2 separate regions of the Zea mays genome follow, and region 2 is linked to region 1. A link is a contact called in public Hi-C data. All regions are on one chromosome and are shown on one strand. The core of a region is the stretch at or near the end of the contact, and the rest is flanking DNA. Distances in the headings are between cores, read along the strand shown. Region 1 holds the start of LOC100272507. Region 2 holds the start of LOC100274090.

Region 1 (5,961 bases), core at 486-2,985:
CTATGCAACTAGTCGCAGTTACCATGTGCTTGATGCTTTTGGGTAATATATGAACCTGATTGGCTGTTAAATATGCAGAACAGTATATATAATAATCGACTGTATCAACATATTGTAGTTTCTTGGTTTTTGTTCTCACTACTTCCTCCATTGTATTTATAGCTCATTGCTGAAGCATGGGATGCAGGAGGTCTCTATCAAGTTGGTCAGTTTCCTCACTGGAACGTTTGGTCAGAGTGGAATGGTAAGGTAAGATACTTTCAAAGACTTGAAAGTCTTTTTGCTACTTGGTACTTTCTAAATAACAAATGAAGCCTTGTCAAATACTGAATGTAAGTTTCAACAGATATATTTAAATAGATGAGTGCTTCTATCTACCTGTGAATTGTCTATAGCTGTGTTTATACGGCGGTTTAATTTTGGTAATATCGATACTATTTATCACAGGAGACAATTCTATTATGTTTGACATCTGTGCATGTGTTGAAAGACCAAATGCCCATCCATATGTGTCAGGTAATACCGATAGCACTATGGAACCAGGATTTAACTGTGGAATGCTCACTTCTAATAGAGCAGTCACCAATGTTAGTGTAGCACTATGCCACCAGGAATTAACTGCTTACCATTGACATGATCTCTGAACACAGGCACTGTCATGTCTTATTTTAGTATTAAATAGGTTGGTCATACATACCTGACATGAGGATTAATTGTGAAGTTTTAATACTAATCACGAAGTTTGCTAATTAATTATGGACCAAGTTACGGCCGCGTACTGTGCATAAAATAAATAAAAATAAAACTAATATTGGATGGTAGTTGAGTTAGTTGATAATAAAAGTATATAATATTGGTGTAGTGGGGTATAGAGGTTTGATATAGGGGGAACCGCTGTAGAGCGTGGAGATATAGGGGGAGAGAGAACGCTGACGTGGCACGTGAGTGAGATATAGGGGGAGAAATTTAGAGGGAACCGCTGAAGTCAGTCTCAGGAGCGCTTGCGGCGAGCCTCCCTCTCCCCTTATACAGTGCATGTATAGAGTAGCTCTTGAGGTGCAGCGGCTGACGCTAAAATCATCTCTACGTGAAACAGTTTTAGCGCCAAACGCAGCCGTCCGCTAGATCCAGGGGTGGACTGTAGCACCCCTTGACTTAAGTTTAGTGTTGGTTGGTATTTAATAGTTAAAGAAAAATGGTAATAGAAAATAAATATGGTTAAATAATGATATTTTATAGTTGTAGTGTGATATAGGTGGAGTATTTAGAGGGAACCGCTGCGGAAGATGAAAAAATAGAGGGAAACATATAGGGAAAAAGTGATATAGGGGGAAAAATTTAGAGGTAGCGATTGCGGATAGCCTCAGTGTCTGCTTTGTTTCCTCCAGCGTCCAGAGTGCGCCTGGGAGCAGGTGGGCCCATGTCCTCCACTGCAGTGCACTACAAAAACCACTGTCAATGTCAAGCAGCGAGCTGCACCTGCACCTGCATATTTTGCCCAGCTAGCCCCCACACGGCCAAAACATATTTTATTAGCACCCAGGCTTCCCTCCGAAAGAATCTACTGGCACCAGCTGTTTCCTTTGCCGCGGCCAGCCGCCCAACCGCCGTTCGTCACCATGGCTTCTCCGCGTGTGAACACCAACATCGCAGGGCATACCTATAAATACTACGCATCAACCACACGCTTCACAGCAGCCAGCACCAGCACTCAGACTCAGCTCAATCCCGAGACAAAGGAACCCACCTCCACTCCCACCAGCAAGCTCAAGCAAGCAGCCACCACCAGCAGCGATCAGCGGCAGCCATGGACATGGGCCGGCACCAGCTCCAGCTCCAGCACGCGGCCTCCTCGTCCTCCACCTCGGCGTCGTCCTCGTCCGAGCAGGACAAGCCGCTCTGCTGCTCTGGTCCCAAGAAGCGCCCCGCGGGGCGCACCAAGTTCCGGGAGACGCGGCACCCGGTGTTCCGCGGCGTGCGGCGGCGGGGCGCCGCGGGGCGGTGGGTGTGCGAGGTGCGCGTCCCCGGGCGGCGCGGCGCGCGGCTGTGGCTCGGCACCTACCTCGGCGCCGAGGCGGCGGCGCGCGCGCACGACGCCGCGATGCTCGCCCTGGGCCGCGGCGCGGCCTGCCTCAACTTCCCCGACTCCGCGTGGCTGCTCGCCGTGCCGCCCCCGCCCGCGCTCTCGGGCGGCCTGGACGGCGCCCGCCGGGCCGCGCTCGAGGCCGTCGCGGAGTTCCAGAGACGCCGCTTCGGGGCGGCAGCCGCCGACGAAGCGACCTCGGGCACGTCTCCTCCCTCCTCCTCCTCCTCGGCGACGAAGCCGGCGCCGGCGATTGAGCGCGTGCCTGTGGAGGCCAGTGAGACGGTGGCGTTGGACGGCGCCGTGTTCGAGCCCGACTGGTTCGGGGACATGGACTTGGACTTGTACTATGCCAGCCTCGCGGAAGGGCTGCTCGTGGAGCCGCCGCCACCGCCACCGCCCGCCGCCTGGGATCATGGTGACTGCTGCGACTCCGGAGCTGACGTCGCGCTCTGGAGCTACTAGCAAGCTATAGCAGCAATAAGCTCCACCAACTCATCTGTACTGTAGTGTACTTGTACCTTGTACCTTGTACCAAAATCCAAATTGATTTGTAGCGAATTAACTTACCAATCCCCCTTGGCAACTCAGGTGCTACTTCCACTTCATTTCATTCCATAAAAAAGGGAACAAGAAAGCAACACATGCCTCAAAAGAAAGACCCTCACACCCTGATTCAAACGAATGGCTCTAGAATCTCTGGAGGTCCAAGAAACGAGCAACCGGTAGAGGTAGCTTTTCACGCAGCTGTCCGGTCGTCGCAGTGAGCGATCCAGAAGGCTTGCTAAAAAAAGGCGAGATTTGTCCTGTTTCGCCGGCCTACCGTTCCGGGTCGTGGTGGTCTTGTTACCCCCATCAACAACCGTCCGTCATACAGGTCGTACGGACGCGCACGTGTGACCGGAGGAAAAAAAAAACAAGAGACCAGTACCACTACAGCTCAAAGTCAAAGAGTAAGATCGATCTAATCAACTTGATGTACAGTACTACCAAGGATTAGCTGACTTCCAGTCTCCATATATCCCCAACGCATGCAGTGACGTGCAGCGAGGAGACAAGCTACTACTACTACTACTTGCGTTCAAGGGTCAAGAGAGACTCGCTTCGCTTCACCGGATCTATCTTATCTCACGCCGTTCTAGATGCAGCCCAAAAGCTAGCAGGCAACAATGATCCTTATCTTGACTTGCCCCTTTGTGGTAAGTACATGCTCCAGCAATCTATGAGCCTGTTTGGTTCAGTTTTTTTCTGACCAGCTTTTCTGAAAATCTGGCCGTGAGGAGAATCTGAGTATCATTACGATTACGTGTGGAGGAAGATAAAGTTGTTCATAGGGCTAAGGATCTAGAAAATGACAGATTTTTACTATTACAACGACTCAACCGATTATGTGTTTATGTTGATTTTGAATGGTTTTTGCCCCCAAAGAATTTTATAGAAGCTGACTGAAAAACTGAGCGTTTGGCAGTTCACAACAACTTTTGGTGGCCAGAAACTGACGGAAGCTGAAACAAACAGGCCCTGTCAATCCTAGCTAGGCGCCTCCACAAGAGGGGGTGCGCTTTGTTTCTCCTCCTGCCTGCAAGGCCAAGTGCACAAGAGGATAGTGCTCCACAAGTAGTAGTAGTATGTGTGTGCATTTTCAACATGCTGTATGCAACCATTATCAAGTAGTATGAGATGCCATGTACAACTATGCTAGTTATTATGGTGTTTTATAGATTGGCGTATGCCTTAATGCATAAGATTTCCTTGCATGATGCGTGTGCAACTCAGTCAGAAGCAGAAGCCAACGACATAAATAGCAAGTACATAACTATAACTATGCTCATAGATTCCAGCAAGCCTCATAAGAAGGCAACATAACTAGCTATTATCATGGAAAATGAAGGTCTGACCAAGACCATGGTAATATAGTCTTGGTCACCCGTAAACCACATAGATTTAGTCAAACTGGCCATGGAAACATCTAGGACCCTAGTTGGGTTTTAGTTTAGAGAGGCAAAATTGAGTTAGGTCACAATAAGAGATTGATTGGGCATATTTGGTATTCATGCCCCTATTAATGGGGAGCAATCATCGATTTTTAAAGGTGAGCAAGAAGAGGTTAAGGACAAGGAATTAATCGATTAGCGATAGGATCTTTATTTTTCCTTTTAACCGTATTAATGTATTATAAAGGGGGTATGTATGGGTAGCTTGACCTAGATAAGTCTAGTGTAAGGTGGTAATGTACAATTGTGTACAATGGTGAAAACTAGTGTTAGAGAAACCTATGATAACCCATGAGAAGTTTGAGATGAAATCCATCTCGGAAACTGTTGAAACAGGGAGTTGGCGGTGCTAATAACATTCCCTTCTTGTACACTGGGCAGTTGGCCTACAGCTAACGAGCTGATGATTTCAGTCAGCTTACCGTAATTGCATAATGCTCGAGATCGAGGTAATGCTGTGCCGGCCAAGGCTGCAAAAGACCAGCGGTGGGCCATTGCAGTTTGCCAAGAGCCCAAGAGGACGTCTCACACACCACCTGACCACCACACACGAACAACAGATAGATCTGCTGCCTATATGTTAATGTTATCATCAGACATCACTGCACAAGCTTCATCTGAGTGCTCATAATTGCCATGGCCGCCAGATGATGCCGCAGCGAAGGACAAGGTTGAGCCAACGGGTCCATGAAACTATAATTACATTCAGCACTCTAATATCTGGAGTAGTACTACCGCATAATGTAACATGACAGCATCAAGTCTGTCAGCTATTGTCCAGGCATAAAAGCAGACATAAAACCAAAAAAAAGCTTTTTTTTTAGTTCAGAATGATTACTCTAGCAGCGGCACGCGACCCATTCCTCTAGAATTGAAAGTGAGTTCCACGAAAAGCACTTAAAACCAATACAAAGATGAGGTTCAGATAATCGTTCTGAACTAAGACCTGCTCCATTTTTCCTCTTGACAGAGATGATGCTCTGTTCCCTGTACAAAATGAGCCGCGGATACCTACACCGGCTAATAGGTTAAGGCGTTCTCTAGGTCATTTACAACAGTGGCACAGCAAGATTACAGTGCTCACCAGAAGGCCAGGCTAGTCCTCAGCAATCGAAGAGGAGGCGGCGGCGAACGGACTTCGGCAGGCTCTTGTTGTTGAGGTCCCTGTCAGAGGATTTTCTCGAGCCATCCCTCGCAGCAGCGTGCCCCTCTCCCGCCTGCTTCTTCTTCCCAGATTCCATGTCCTGCCCTTTCTTCGAGCGGTAGAACTCTGTGATGCTAAGCTGCACCCCACTAGGTCTCGGACCTTTAGGTGTCTCGCACCCACTGTCTGCTAAGCTCGTTTTGGATTTCCGCGATCTTGATCTTGCTTCTTTCAGCCTCTGCAACAGTTATGCAGATGTGTTAGTTGGAGTGAACAAAAATCATTGCAGTGGATGGTTCTTCAACTAAACAGCCACAGATAAGTTCGAGAGATAAAAAAACAGCCACAGATAAACGATGAAACACAACATAACACACAAAAATGACAATTAATCCAGCGATATAATATAAGATATTTTGTCAGGTGGTATAATCATCTACAAAATTAAATGCACAATGATTGAACTGAAACTTGGTTCTACGTTTTATGATAAACTAAATGCAGACTTCTTCGCGAGAAAATATTGCTAGCACGAAGAGTCTTAAAGTTGTCCAGTAAGTGACTAAGAGTCATGCATATTTCAAACTATCATAGCAAGAAAGCAACCAATGCACACCTGTTCTTCCTGAAACCTTGCTGTTTCCTTAGGAAAAGCAGCACCAACAAGTTGAATGTCTTCATCAGTCAATAGAAAGCAACAGCCATCATCCATAAGCACTTGTGGAACATCAGGTTCATCT
Region 2 (5,966 bases), core at 2,792-5,291, 540 kb before region 1:
ATGTCAGAGCTCCAACGGTCGAACCCTAACGGTTGGGTGATGTGGCTGGCGCACCGGATAGTGTCCAGTGGCGCACTGGACTGCCCGGTGCGCCCTTCGACAGCAGCCTTCCCCAACGACCACTTTGGTGGTTAGGGCTATAAATACCCCCAACCACCAACACTTCAAGGCATCCAAGTTTTCAGCCAACACATTCAATACAAGAGCTAGTGCATTCAGTACAAGACACATAGAGTGAATCAAAATCTCTCCAAGTCCTAATTTCACTCAAAGCAATAGTGACTAGAAGAGAGAGTTTTACCGTGTTCTTTTGAGCTCTTGCGCTTGGATCACTTTTCTTCTTCCTCCTTTCTTGTTCTCAAGATCATTGTAATCAAAGCAAGAGACACCAAGTTGTGGTGGTCCTTGTAGTGGACTAAGTGTCTCGTTTGATTGAAGAGAAAAGCTCACTCGATCTAAGTGACCATTTGAGAGAGGGAAAGGGTTGAAAGAGACCCGGTCTTTGTGACCACCTCAACGGGGAGTAGGTTTGCAAGAACCGAACCTCGGTAAAACAAATCACCGTGTCATCCGCTCTTATTTGCTTGTGATTTGTTTTTGCCCTCTCTTTCGGACTCGATTATATTTCTAACCTAACCCCGACTTGTAGTTGTGCTTAAACTTTATAAATTTCAGATTTGCCTATTCACCCCCCTCTAGGCGACTTTCAATTGGTATCAGAGCCCGGTACTTCATTAGAGCCTAACCGCTCAAAGTTATGTCGGGAGCTCACGCCAAGAAGGAGATGGTGACCGGCGAGAAGCCCGCCACAAGCCACGGAAAGGCTCCATCGGGAGAGTCCGGCAACAAAAGGGAGGAATCACCTCCCCACGTCAAGTCGCACCGGAGTGGCGACAAGAAGAAGAAAATGAAGAAAGCCTGTCTGATTACGCGTGTGAGGGTCAGAGAGGAGGGAGGGGCTGTGGAAATGACGGGGAGAAGGGAGCTTCTGTTGCTTGCGCTCTTGGGAGTCCTTCAGCTAGCTCTTCGTCTACCTTCCGCAGGTGAGGGTCTTCGGTTTCGTAATCGACTCTTGTCAGTTCGTGAGAGCTCTATTGTTAGCTGAATGAAACACTTGATAGTACTACCTTTCTCTTCTTATTTTTTCCTTTTTGTTTCTTGTGGAGTTTGAACTGAACTACTATTCGCGATGATGGTTGCCACTTGCCAGCTGCAAAATTCAGTCTCAAATAGAAATTTAGCTTCACTCGAGCTTGCGGTTAAGATGCCAGTGGCACAGTCCAACCTTCTCAGTCTAAATCTCTTCTTGAGCTGTTGCTCTACGCTATTCTTTCACCCTCATCAAACTATAGCTGTCTGTCTGGTCAGACGGCTTCCTCCATTAGTTGTCTCGTCTGATAGAGAAAGGAACAAGTGCTGGTGTGGAATAGGAGTCGTGTCTGCATTCTCTGGAGCTCTCTGAGCCACACGAATCCACGCCCACCGTCCCCTCAGGGCTTGTTCGGTTGCTAGAGGATTGGAGGGGATTGAAGAGGATTAAATCCCCTCCTATTCAATTTTGAATAGGAGGGGATTTAATCCTCTTCAATCCTCCTCAAAACACTAGTAACCGAACATGGCCTCAAGGTGTTAACATGCCATCAGGCCACAACGACATGTAGTGATGTGCGGTGAAACAGACACGGTGACACCATCACCTAATTACATACAGATACAGTTCTACAAATGTTTTTTAATTCACGTGTTTAGACCGGACTTCGCCCTCGACGTGTCGAGCACTCGAGCTTGGAAGTGGCTTATGTGTTCATTGGAGGTCTTTGGAGCACGAGAATTTTTTGAAGAAACGTCTAGCTTTTATGATACCCAGTAGATTGAATGGTTGATGAGTAGAAGAAGTACATTAAGCTGAGACACGTGTATGCTTGCAGCGTCGCAATCCTTCATCGACATCAACTACGGCGAAGCAGCCGACAACCTCCCACTGCCATCGTCCACCGCGCGCCTCGTCAAGTCCACGATCATCACCAAGGTGCGCCTCTATGGGACCGACCCGACCATCATCTCCGCCTTCTTCGAAATGGGCGTATGGCGTCTCCCTCCTCCTGGGCGCCACCAACGGCGACATCGCCAACCTCGCTTCCTCGCCCGCCGCCGCCGCGGCCTAGGTCGCCGGGCACCTCCCAGCCTCATCACCGACTGTCTCCATCGTCTCTGTCGGCCACGAGGTCCTCTTCGCCAACGCCTCGCTCGCGTCGTGGCTCATCCCGGCCATGCAGAACCTGCACGACGCGCTGCCGCCCAACTCCAGTGTCAAGGTGTCCACCGTGAACGCCATGGACGCGCTGGCGAGCTCCGACCCGCCCTCCTCCGGCGCGTTCAAGCCAGAGCTCGCGGCGACGCTCGACCCGCTGCTAGCGTTCCAAAGACCGACTCGTCGTTCCTCATCAACCCGTACCCCTACTTCGCGTACCTCAGCGACCCGCGGCCAGATACGCTGGCCTTCTGCCTGTTCCAGCCCAACGACGGTCGCGCCGGACGCCTGGTCCGGCCTCACGTACACCAACATGTTCGACGCGCAAGTCGACGCCGTGTGCGCCGCGCTGGATGCCAAGGGGTACAAGGACGTCGACATCGTGGTGGCCGAGACCGGCTGGCCGCACAAGGGTAACCCCGACGAGGCCGACGCCACGGTGGAGAACGCGCGCGCCTTCGTGTCGGGCCTCGTGTCGCACCTCCGTTCCCTGTCCAGCATGCCGCGCGCGCCCGACAAGTCGGTGGTGACGTACATCTTCGCCATGTACGACGAGGACCTCAAGCCCGGCAAGGCGTCAGAGCGATACTTCGGGTTGTTCCAGACCAGCCTCGCAGAGACGTACCCGACAGGGTTGTTGAGGAACGGCACGACCGGACTGACACCAGCCACGACCAGTGGCAGAGCTGGGATTTCTCTAAGTATACAGTCAGATATAGCACTTTCATACCGGCTAAATAAATTAAATCGAAAAATACATAAATAATGCCACATATGAACTTTATTTGGACACAATAATTGTAATTGAAATAAAATTGGCTTAAACAAACGATTAACTAATTAAAAATAATAATAGATCTTCATCTCTATAACCAATTTATCAATTGTCTGGGTGGTTTTCGTTAGCAAAACGATACTTGTTTACATCACCTGCAGAAAGCTTAAAGAAGAAAAAAGTGATGTTTGGTTTATTCAAAGTTGAATGTTCTTGTTCCTCAGACAGATTTTAGCCGGAGATTTCAGCAAACCTGATTTTAGCAAATCTTCTAAAGTATCCATATACAATACAATATATCTAAATACTACACACTAGGCTGACCGTCTACTGACGGCAGTCCACAGCCGCTGGGCGCCTAGTTGCCACGCTAACTACGTGTTGTGTGGCTGCTTGTCCGCCTGTACGTCACGTCTTCTCTCTACGCCGTTCTTGGCTACTCTTCTAACCCTAGCTAGATAGTCCAAAAGTAGGGCCCAGGCCCTAGTGGCCATAGGCCTATCTACGCTCCTGGCCACGACGCCGCCGCCAACGACGTTCGCCGCGGTGCTGAAGCCAACACTAGGACAGCAGCCACATGTGGGGTTACAGTATGATACAGGGAACTTTCTAATAAGAGTGCCTCCGTCGGTGCAGGTGACTCCAGCGCAACAAGGCTCGACGGCGGCAGCTTGGCCTTCCGGCCTCTGCAAGCTAGGGTAGGGACGACTACATTAAGAGGGACCACCATAGCTTGCACCACCCTTATGATCTATAAATTTGGAATAACCACCAGACCATATATATCTTAGTATTTAGAAATAAACAATAAAAATATTTGTAGCTTAAACGCCGTTTCTCACGCTCCCCGTCTCGTGGCAACGCACCGTTACGACCAGTAGATATATTATTTATAGAGTTTAGTTGAAAATACAGCGGAGGACAGAGAGTGTGGAACTGTGGATCGTACAACTCAAAGACTAGCAAAGAGGTCAGGTGACCGGCTCACCGCTCGGAGTCGCGGCTTCAGAAATCAGAATCAGAGCACCTGCCTCTCTTCAGTTTGTTGCCGTCTCTCTCTCTCCTCTTGACGCAACTCCTCTCCTATCTTCTCTCTCTCCATCGCTCCCTCCTCCGCGCCGCGTTGGCACCGAACCCTCCTGTCATGGCAAGGCCGCCGAAGGAGGCGATTGATACCTTCATCAGCATCACGGGGGCGGACGAGGCCGTCGCCGTACGCAAACTCGAGGTACCGCCCAAAGGCCTTTCCCTTTTCCTTTTCACTTCCCCCTGTTCAATTCAGACTCCGGAATCTGGCGAAATCGGTTAGGCTCGTCTTCGATGTGGTCATGCTGGGGCGAGCGTTAGGGCTTGGTGTCTAATCGTGTTTTCGGGTGTGTAGCGGATGGAGTTGGGGTTTTGGTGTGATGCGACGAGATGTCATCGGGATCAGGTGCACCAGATTTGCATGCCAGCCTTATTAACCCACATGGCTTTTTGAATCGTGGAGTCATTAGCAATTGCTGGAATTGGTGTGCAGTTACGGAATGGATTTTGGTACCAACTCTCCTGTCTCGTCGCTTTTTTTTGGTCCCCTTTCTGTTTTTTTATCTTTAGTGCCTGTTTGTTTGGTCGGAATTGAATCTCATTCTAGGAATATCATTCTAGCAGTTAGATTCAGTTGGAATTAAATTATCTAGAATTATATTAATTTCAATTTTTTTGTTTGGATGTGCAAAGAAAGTAATTTTTAGAATTGGATTCTAAATAATTGTTTGAATAATCAGAAATTCAAATGAAACAACATGGCACTAGTTTACCAGATCCGATTAAATGTTGTTCAGTTGTTCTGCAGTTGCCGCATGTTCGGTTTGCAAGAACAGTGGATGAAGAAAAAATGCAACAGTAAAATCAAACACACCTTGACGTCGACGGTTGATCAACAATCAATATTACCTATGTCAATCTCTCAGCAGTCAATTTACATCATCTGCCACCTTCCCTTGCGAGCCGCCGAACCCTCCCATCCCGCTGTCATCGTGGCTGCTGTGTATACTATCAGCGGCGGCTGTGCTCATGAGCTGCTGCTTGATCTCCTTGTAGTTGTACTCCACCGACACCTGCTGATGGGCTTGCTGGTGAGCATCTGCAGCTGCTGATCAGCCTGCAGTTGTCATGCTTCATTCTGCTGCCGCCGTTGTTGTAGCCGAACAAGTAGCCGTCGAAGCCCAGCTCCTTGCCATGGCCATTGCCGTACTGTGGCTGCTGCTGGCTATGTGCGCAGCCGCTGTCCCATGAGCTGCAGCTTTGCTGGTCTCTGCCGAACACGATCATGCTGCCACTCTCCTCTTTCACCACATGCTGCTGCTGCTGAAACTGCTGCTGCGTGTGCAGTAGTGACATTGGGATGCCAAGGCTGGCGATGCCGGGGCTTAGCATGTAGTCTTGGTGTCAAGGTCCGTTATAGCGATGGCGGTACTGTAGCACGCCCTTAGGTTGGTTAGATAAAGATAATGCTCGTTTGGGATAAGATTAGAATTAGAGATAAGATTAGATCTAGTGCTTAAAGGTCAAGTAACCCTCTATATATAAGGAGAGAGATTGTATCAATTGAAGGTAAGCAAGAGATTAGAAGTAAATCCCTTCTCTCTTGTCGGCCATGGGCAAAGCCTTGCAGCCGGCCTCCCCAGCGCCCTCTAACCCTAGTCGTCGCCCTCAAACCCCTCGCCTCACCTCCGTAACCCTAGATCCATAACAATCTAGTATTGGAGATGTCAGGCCCTCCACCCACCACCGCCTCACCTTCGGCGTCCTTTGCGCCACCACCGGCCGCCTCAGTCCCTGCCCTTGCGTCACCGGCGACGACATCGACCCTCACCCTGGAAGTCGTAGCCCAAATGGTTGCCGATCTCGGTCGTTCCGGGGCGGCCATCACCGTCTTCCTCTCCAATTTTCCACCGC

The links. A called contact is a pair of places that touch in the nucleus more often than the background predicts.
Region 2: a Hi-C map of ear shows a contact between it and region 1, with 1.8 times the contacts expected there. The contact joins the promoter of LOC100274090 here to the promoter of LOC100272507 in region 1. A contact is called at or near these places in 3 of 25 Hi-C or Micro-C datasets (bundle sheath, ear and leaf).

Annotation. Positions count from the first base shown.
Region 1 is chr7:147,246,795-147,252,755 of Zm-B73-REFERENCE-NAM-5.0, reverse strand. It overlaps LOC100272507, which reads left to right and starts at 1,735. Exons shown (of 1, transcript NM_001146976.1): 1 at 1,735-2,654. The coding sequence starts at 1,808. The coding sequence ends at 2,548. It overlaps LOC100383402 (Flap endonuclease GEN-like 1), which reads right to left. Exons shown (of 8, transcript NM_001176057.1): 7 at 5,838-5,961; 8 at 4,914-5,459. The coding sequence ends at 5,181.
Region 2 is chr7:147,788,373-147,794,338 of Zm-B73-REFERENCE-NAM-5.0, reverse strand. LOC100274090 reads left to right here and starts at 4,041. Exons shown (of 10, transcript NM_001148469.1): 1 at 4,041-4,254. The coding sequence starts at 4,171. It also overlaps the pseudogene LOC103633056 and the pseudogene LOC103634253.